Linked DNA regions of Mus musculus: region 2 is linked to region 1. The links are chromatin contacts, called in public promoter capture Hi-C maps. All regions are on one chromosome and are shown on one strand. The core of a region is the stretch at or near the end of the contact, and the rest is flanking DNA. Distances in the headings are between cores, read along the strand shown.

Region 1 (3,934 bases), core at 31-2,530:
GGTTTGTCTTGACGTTTTGCCATCCGAGAGAGACTGGCCGTTTTAATTCCAATTGACCAAAGTCTCTCTTCCTCCTGGTTTGAAGTGTTCGTCCTCTTGCCATGGGTGAGGAATGATGAGATTTATGCAAGGGAATTGATGTTATAAATGAAAGGGGGTACTATTGGAAGCAGAAAGGGTGGGCTTTGCGCTGACACGATTAATGTTCACTACAGTAGTCTCAAGGTCGTTCTCCAGCTGCTGACTGAAATAGCACCATTTACAATCAGTTGTCTTCTGTCTGGGCATTGCTTCTACAAGATCATCACCCCCCACCCCACACATCTTCCCAGAGTTCCCTAGGACAGAAGGGAGGAAGGCAGAGAGGGAACCATGTGAAATCATACCATGCTGTCCTCTGAAAACTAAGGTTTGAGCCGTACATCTAGAAAAGGTAGCTCCCATTCTAGAATTGGTAGCTAGAGAGTTCCTATGCTCAACATCGGACACTGCATTCCTCTGGGCTTTGGTCAGTCTGGGCTCAAGTACCAATGTTGCTGAAGCGTAGGCCTAAGCTGTTCGATCCTGTGTATCTGCCTGCTTTGATGCCCAGTCCATAGCAGCCCTTTCTTGACTTCTTTCCAACAGTTCAACCCACACAGCTTACAGCTGGAGAGACTAGAGTCTCTAAGAGGGAGATTCTCATTCCAAATTGCAAAATAAAAAGGAGCTTGTGGCTAAACCAAGATCAGCTGCTACATTACAGGGAACCTGATTCTCCCACCATCCTTCCCTTTGTTCTGCCCATTTATGAATTGAGGGATGAACATTCCCTCAACCTCCCAGCTTTCTGCTCCTTTGTCTCTCTGGGTCACTCGCAGTGTTACTGTTCATTCGCCCTGGGCCTCTGAATCTCAAGCCTTTATCTTACTTTCTGTTGACAGGAATGAAATTCCAATACCAGAGGCGCTGTCCTACTTCTGTGAAGTTACCGATCAGCATTTCTCTGTAGCAAGGGCTCACAATTTAAGCGAGCTAGTCTTGGCTTGTACATTATTTCCAGCATGATCCTGACTAACTCCTACTTACTGCTCAGATAGTCTACAGTACTTTATTTCCAGAGGAAAACAACATTTGCTTTGGTCTGGGTCCTCAGATAGAGTCAAATGTACTTGCTGTAAATAAGTCTGCAATGTCCTACACACCCCAACAAGACATTCTCCATGCTCTATGACAACTGCCCATTTGCTCTGTCTCCTTTCTTCACATTGCTGAAATTTCTATTTCCTCTTACCACTATTTCCTCCAGGGCCAACAAAGAGCCCAGCACATGACAAACATTGCATAACTGTTTGTTGGATGAAAGACAAGGTCTTGGACTCCCTGACTTTTGGTTATTTACAGTAGTGGATCACAGTAGTACTCAAATAACAATAAAAAATGTGAAATACTTTATTAATGAGCATATAATGTGTTAAGGACTTTTTATCCTAAAATCACTGTAAAATAAACTTTCTCTGCTTCTAACCCAAAGATGGAAGAGAATATTGTAGTGTATGGAGGGAAGGGAGCACGGATGACTGAAATCCTGAATGAAGGTATATCTGTAGACATGGCAGTGCCATGGTAAGGACCCCAAAGCCTCAGTCCCGTGGAGGAATGGCAAAACATTCCCCTTCAGGGTGCAGCTCAGAGGGAAGTGGCAAAGCCTTCCTCTGGGCCATATATGGATAGTGTGTGTATGTGTGTGTGTGTATGCACGTGTACAGAAAATGTCCACATGTCCACCATTGCTTTCTTTCTCTGACCACTACCATGCTTATGGCCTGAAGACTGCTCACCTGCAGAATCTGCTCCCATCCATATTAGCTAATTTTGCCTCCCCAATCCAGCTGTACAGCATAATCCTGCCTCCTTGTTACCTACCAGCCTCCTTATTCAGCTGGGTGCAATAACCCTGCCTCCCTATTTGACTCTATATAACAAGCATACTACACTTTCAGAGTGCTTGGCTTCTCCAGCAGCTGACCCAGTTTTTCTGTGTGCCCATGTGTCCATCTGTCTGTCTTTCCTTTATTCCCTCACCACCCCAGTCAGGCCCAGTCACCTGAAGCCACACATGGATACATCATCGCAGTCTACCTACAGAGTTTTCCCACACTGTTACATATTCACAAGATTTGTGCTTCTGTCACAAGTAAGCATATGTCTTGGAATGTTAACTTCTCTATGGGAGGCTATATTCTCTACCTGCTCTTGTCCTATGTGGTACCTACATCCTGAGTAATTGTTAGCCACCATGCTAAGTTTGACTTGTATTACCTCATCTATAACCAATCTTTGTGGAAGCTGCCGCTGTTGTTTCTCTTTTGAGACAGGGTTTCTCTGTGTAGCCCTGGCTGTCCTGGAACTCACTTTCTAGACAGGGATGACCTCAAACTCAGAGATCTGCCTACTAAGTGCTGCGATTAAAGGCATGTACCACCACAGCACAACTTGGGGGTAAAAATCTATTTTTTATTACCATTTTGCAGATGGCAATAACAAGGTTCATTGTTCAAAGTCACAGAGCTATTGAGTGCTGGGGTAGGGTTCAGAACTGGCTCTTTCTCTGAGTCGCTATGCTGCTGGACTCTTTTTTTTTTTTTAGGTATTTTCCTCATTTACATTTTCAATGCTATCCCAAAGGTCCCCCATACCCACCCCCCCAATCCCCTACCCACCCACTCCCCCTTTTTGGCCCTGGCATTCCCCTGTACTGGGGCATATAAAGTTTGCAAGTCCAATGGGCCTCTCTTTGCAGTGATGGCCGACTAGGCCATCTTTTGATACATATGCAGCTAAAGACAAGAGCTCCCAGGTACTGGTTAGTTCATATTGTTGTTCCACCTATAGGGTTGCAGTTCCCTATAGCTCCTTGGGTAATTTCTCTAGCTCCTCAACTGCTGGACTCTTGTTGTTTTGTTTTGTTTTGAGACAGGGTTTCTTTGTATAGCCCTGGCTGTCCTGGAACTTACTCTGTAGACCAGGCTGGCCTCGAACTCAGAAATCCGCCTGCCTCTGCCTCCCAAGTGCTGGGATTAAAGGTGTGTGCCACCATGCCCGGTGCTGCTGGACTCTTCTTTTGACTTTTATTCATAGAAAACCCCTTTACCTTGCTGGGCCAGCCTACTGTCTTCCAGACAAATCTTGGGACATTTCCATTTCATGGATGTTTTATCAAGAATTCAAGGAGTCAGGTATGGTGGTGTATATCTCTAATCTCAGAATTTGGGAGGCAGAGGCAGGCAGATCCCCGTGAGTTCATGGTCCATGTACTGAGTTCCTGGCCAGTCAGGACTATACAGTGAGACTCTGTCTTAAAAAAAAACAAAATTAAAAGAAACTTAACTATCTCGTCACATTTGTCATATATGTAATGTTTTTCCAACTGTATGCATGTGTACCACATGCATGCCTGGTGCCAGAAGATGGAATCAGATCCTCTGGAACCAGAGTCAAGGGTTGTTGTGAGCTGCCATATGGGAGCTGAGAACTGAACCTGGGTCCTTGACAAGAAGTGCTTTCACTTTAGAACTGCACTTTAGGATTCAAGCTTGTTGACTGGTTCTGAAGCTGTAGATGGAGATATACTTACCCTGCAATTGTTTGCTTCTATGGGATAAAGAATTGCATAAGAATAATGGGAGCTGCGAGGCTAGGACAGTAGTCAAAAAGTGTGTGTGTGTGTGTGTGTGTGTGTGTGTGTGTGTGTGAGATATGTTTATCAAAGTATGTAGGCTGGGTCCCATTTTTCCTTTACTCATTGATCAACTGAAGAATGGCCCAGGGCTGAGGGAGAAGGGAGAAGTATTTGAAAACTGTCCCAGAGAGAATCACCGCAGTCTTAGGCGCCGGGATTATTTGGTGTAATGTGCAGCTGTGCACAGCCATAGGGAGGAAGCATCATTATCCA
Region 2 (3,677 bases), core at 926-3,425, 77 kb after region 1:
TAGAGAGAACGTTACCAGAGTGACTGAAGGAGCTGGGCATTTTCCACAGAGGACAGAGAACGTTAAGGTGCCAGAAGGAAAGCAATGTGAACGTGAAATTTTATAGCCAGGGAGACAAGCCTCAGCAATAAAGCAATCCTAGAGGAAAGAACATTAAGAGACTCCATTGCCATGCAGCCTGCTCTAAAACAGTTGCTATGGAGACTGAATCAAGAACCAAAACATCTCCCAAAAGAAAGCTTAGAATTAACTGACTTTAATGGTGAATTCTTCAAGCTACTCAAAGAAGAACAAATTTCAATCCTTTCCAGATTCTTCTAAACTGTAGGAAAGGAGGGAACAATTCCCACTGTGATCTCTGAAATTAGTTTTACATTGATATAAAGACCAGACAAAAATAATTCGAGAAAACTATGGGCTACCTTCTCTTATAATAAAGATACAAAAATGTTACAACAAAATATCAACAAACAAAATCCAGCAACATATTAATGTGAATGTGCATTGTGACCTAAGAGGATTTACATTAGGCATTTGAGGTTGGTTTAACATACAATAATTTATGTAACACCCTATATGGACGTGGATGGGGAAAACTCAGCTCAGGCCTTCAGTAAGAGCAGTGTGTATGCACTCTTAGCTGCTGGCCTTCTCACCCGCCCAAGTTTCCTATTGCTTAGACAAGTTATCACAAACTCTGGGGCTTATAATAACCCAGATTTTTTTATCCTACTGCCTCAGAATTCAGAAGTCTGAACCGATGTATTAGACTTTTTCAGCACTGTGACCAGATATCTGACAGACACACTGTAACAGAGAAAAGATTTCTTTGACTCCTGGAGCCCATCATGAAAAGGAAGGTGTGTTGGCAGGTCTTGCCCCGTCTGGTGGCTAGCATATGTGGCCGGTGCTCACATCCAGCAGACAGAAACCTGATGGCTCTGGCCAGCAGTGAAGCCTTAGTGAACCTAGTGGAGTATGTAAGCCCTACTTCCCCAAAGCTCCATAGCTTGGTTTTTACCAAGTATTCAAGAGGATGAAACTGTGAGGTTCATTTCAAATTCAAACCGTAACGAATAGGTGTCACGAGATAAAATCAAGGTATTGGCAGATCTGTTCTTCCTGCAGACTAGGAAAGATCTGTCCCCCAGCCTTCTCAACCTTCTAGAAGCTACCTACAACCTGTTACTCACAGACCGTTTATCCATTTTCAAAGTCGCAACACAGCATCATCAAGTCTCTGATTTGGCTGTTATTGTCCTGTATCTTTCTTTGCCGTTTGTTTGTTTGTTTTTCGAGACAGGGTTTCTCTGCCTCCCAAGTGCTGGGATTAAAGGCGTGGGCCACCACCGCCCGGCTTTTTCTTTGCCTTTTTAAAAGGACCTTGGCAACTGCGTTGAGCTCACCAGGATAATCCAGGATGGCCTAAAGTCAAGATACTGTTAGAACTACACACATTGACTCTGTGAAGCTCTCTCCCCATCAAAGCATGCCAGGGGAAGCCCCTCTTTGGGGATGAGGTCCTCACCCATTGCACACAGCCTGTGGTTGCCCATTTTGTGTTTTTATGGTGGTTTACATTTCCATTTCCCTTTATGAGCAGCGGGCTGCATCTGCACCTACTATAGCACAGATGTTACTGAACACTTAAATGAATGAGTAAATGAATAAACATTGCTGGGCAAAAGGGATAGCGGGGTGAAAGAAACAAGCAGCCTAGTAGAATATAATGATGGTATTTTTGTGTGACTCTGTAGTGACTCGATCCTAGAGTTTCAGCTTCTGTAAGTCCTAGCCATCTTTCAAGATCACCTGAGGTCCTGTCCTCTGTGAAGACTTTACCCCTCTGCCCCAGCCACCTGCACTTCTGTCACCATGCTGTGTCACCCTTTGGAGTTCCCCTCATAATCCAGAGGTTTTTGTGTCCTCCCCTGTCCCACAGGAGGAATTTGGATGATGGCTCAGCACGGCTGTAACTAGAGAAATCACTGCTCACCCGCGCTCGCCTCAGTTCCCCCAAATGTGACAGGCACGGTGGAATCAGTGTGGAGTTAGCGGCGGGCCAGGCACTAAGGAATTCAGTGCTGAGGGGACGGAGGCGGCCAAGGGCGGGCGACGGAAGGCTGCGGGCGGGCGGGCGGGCCGGGGCGGCGCCGGGCGAGAGCGCGGAGGGACGCGCGACCCTGCGATGGGCCCAGGGGCGCGGCTGGCTCTGCTGGCGCTGCTGGCGCTCGGGGGAGACCCCGCGGCGGCCACGGGGCGGGAGGACACGTTCTCCGCGCTGACCAGCGTGGCGCGCGCCCTGGCGCCCGAGCGCAGGCTGCTGGGGACACTGAGGCGCTACCTGCGCGGCGAGGAGGCGCGGCTGCGCGACTTGACCAGGTGAGGGCGTCTCCAGGGAGCCGGGATGCTCAGCGACTGAGGGTGAGGAGTAACTGAGGCCCAAAGTGACTTCCAGACCCAACTGTCATGTGGTGGGGACCCTGAGACACTTTGAAGGGGAATGAGGAGTTCTGTGTCACTCTCTCTCTCTCTCTCTCTCTCTCTCTCTCTCTCCCTCTCTCTCACTCTCTGTGTCTGTCTGTCTGTCTGTCTGTGTCTGTCTCTTTGTCTCTGTGCCTGTCTCTCTGCCTCTTTGTGTGTGTGTCTCTGTCTCTCTGTTCCGGTCTCTGTCTCTCTCTGTGTCTATGTGTCTGTATGTATGTGTGTTTGTCCGTGTCTCTGTCTCTTTCTGTTTCTCTGTCTCTCCCTGTCTCTCTGTCTCTCACTCTCTGTCTCTGTCACACACAAACACACACCCCGGGGTGTGACACCACCCCCCATCCACCTTCACATGTCCAAGTTGATACACTGTGAAAAAGTGTAGGTAGCATGGAGATTCTAGAGTCCAGTTGGATCTCACAAATACTGTGTCAAGCAGCAAATGACCTTGGACTTCTTGTCAAGTTACTGCTGACACAGTAGAATGCTGTGGTGACCATTATAGCTCTTATTTCTTTTTCCATGGGTAAAAGTTCTCTGAATGTAAGTAGTAGCTGAGAGGTTGTATGTATGTGAAAATGTCTGACTCCAAAGAAAACACTGTGAAAAACTACTTCACACGGGGTAATACTGGGAGTAGTGTGCACAAACACACAGCCAACATTATTTTTTATGCAGTCAGCAAAGTAGAGTTAGATCCTGGAAGGTAAACTGTTGTAAAGTGTGGGACTTAGAGCACTAATCAGTGTCCAAGATGAAAAAGGAATGCTTGCATATGATACCAACATGTCTTGTGCCTTCTTTGCTTTGGACACTGAGAAGCCCACGGACTATAAGGCACAGTTGTTTCCACATAAATCCAATTGATCTTACAAACTTGTCTAGACAGAGCAGAAGCACATCATTTGATTTCCAGTAACTTTAAATTTCAAATCCATTCCCATGCCAACCCGCCCTGCTCCACTCCCACAAATGTTTATAAGAAATGGTCATGAAGGACAGCCAGTTTCGTAAGGGTTGGCTTAATCCTGCAGTCTGCTCTTCAAATGCCATTGGTGGCAACTGATGGCTTGTAGTTAGACACGCATTTGTTTGAGTTGCAGTATCAAATTGGTTTGTTAAAAAAAAAAAACCTGCAGATTACATTCTTACACTAAGAAAAACAGGCTGTAAGCAGGAGACAAGTTTAGGAAAAG

Evidence for each region. Promoter capture Hi-C pulls out the DNA fragments that hold promoters and counts their contacts.
Region 2: a promoter capture Hi-C map of macrophages shows a contact between it and region 1, with 5 read pairs. The contact joins the promoter of P4ha3 here to the enhancer-like site in region 1. A contact is called at or near these places in 1 of 39 promoter capture datasets (macrophages), 1 of 15 datasets of contacts at CTCF or cohesin (large pre-B cells), 3 of 484 Hi-C or Micro-C datasets (the Ba/F3 cell line, bone marrow-derived macrophages and nephron progenitors) and 1 of 9 other capture datasets (adipose tissue).

What each region holds. Positions count from the first base shown.
Region 1 is chr7:100,206,796-100,210,729 of GRCm38.p6, forward strand. All of the region lies in intron 1 of Gm34877 (a long non-coding RNA gene), which reads right to left. Among named protein-coding and RNA genes, the nearest start is that of Gm45994, 16 kb to the left of the region's middle. Within about 2 kb of position 1,281, at least 26 of the 459 cell types and tissues checked have an H3K27ac peak or open chromatin away from gene starts, as enhancers often do. A contact at or near this core is called in adipose tissue, bone marrow-derived macrophages and macrophages, where this site is marked.
Region 2 is chr7:100,283,345-100,287,021 of GRCm38.p6, forward strand. P4ha3 (procollagen-proline, 2-oxoglutarate 4-dioxygenase (proline 4-hydroxylase), alpha polypeptide III) reads left to right here and starts at 2,176. Exons shown (of 13, transcript NM_177161.4): 1 at 2,176-2,382. The coding sequence starts at 2,189.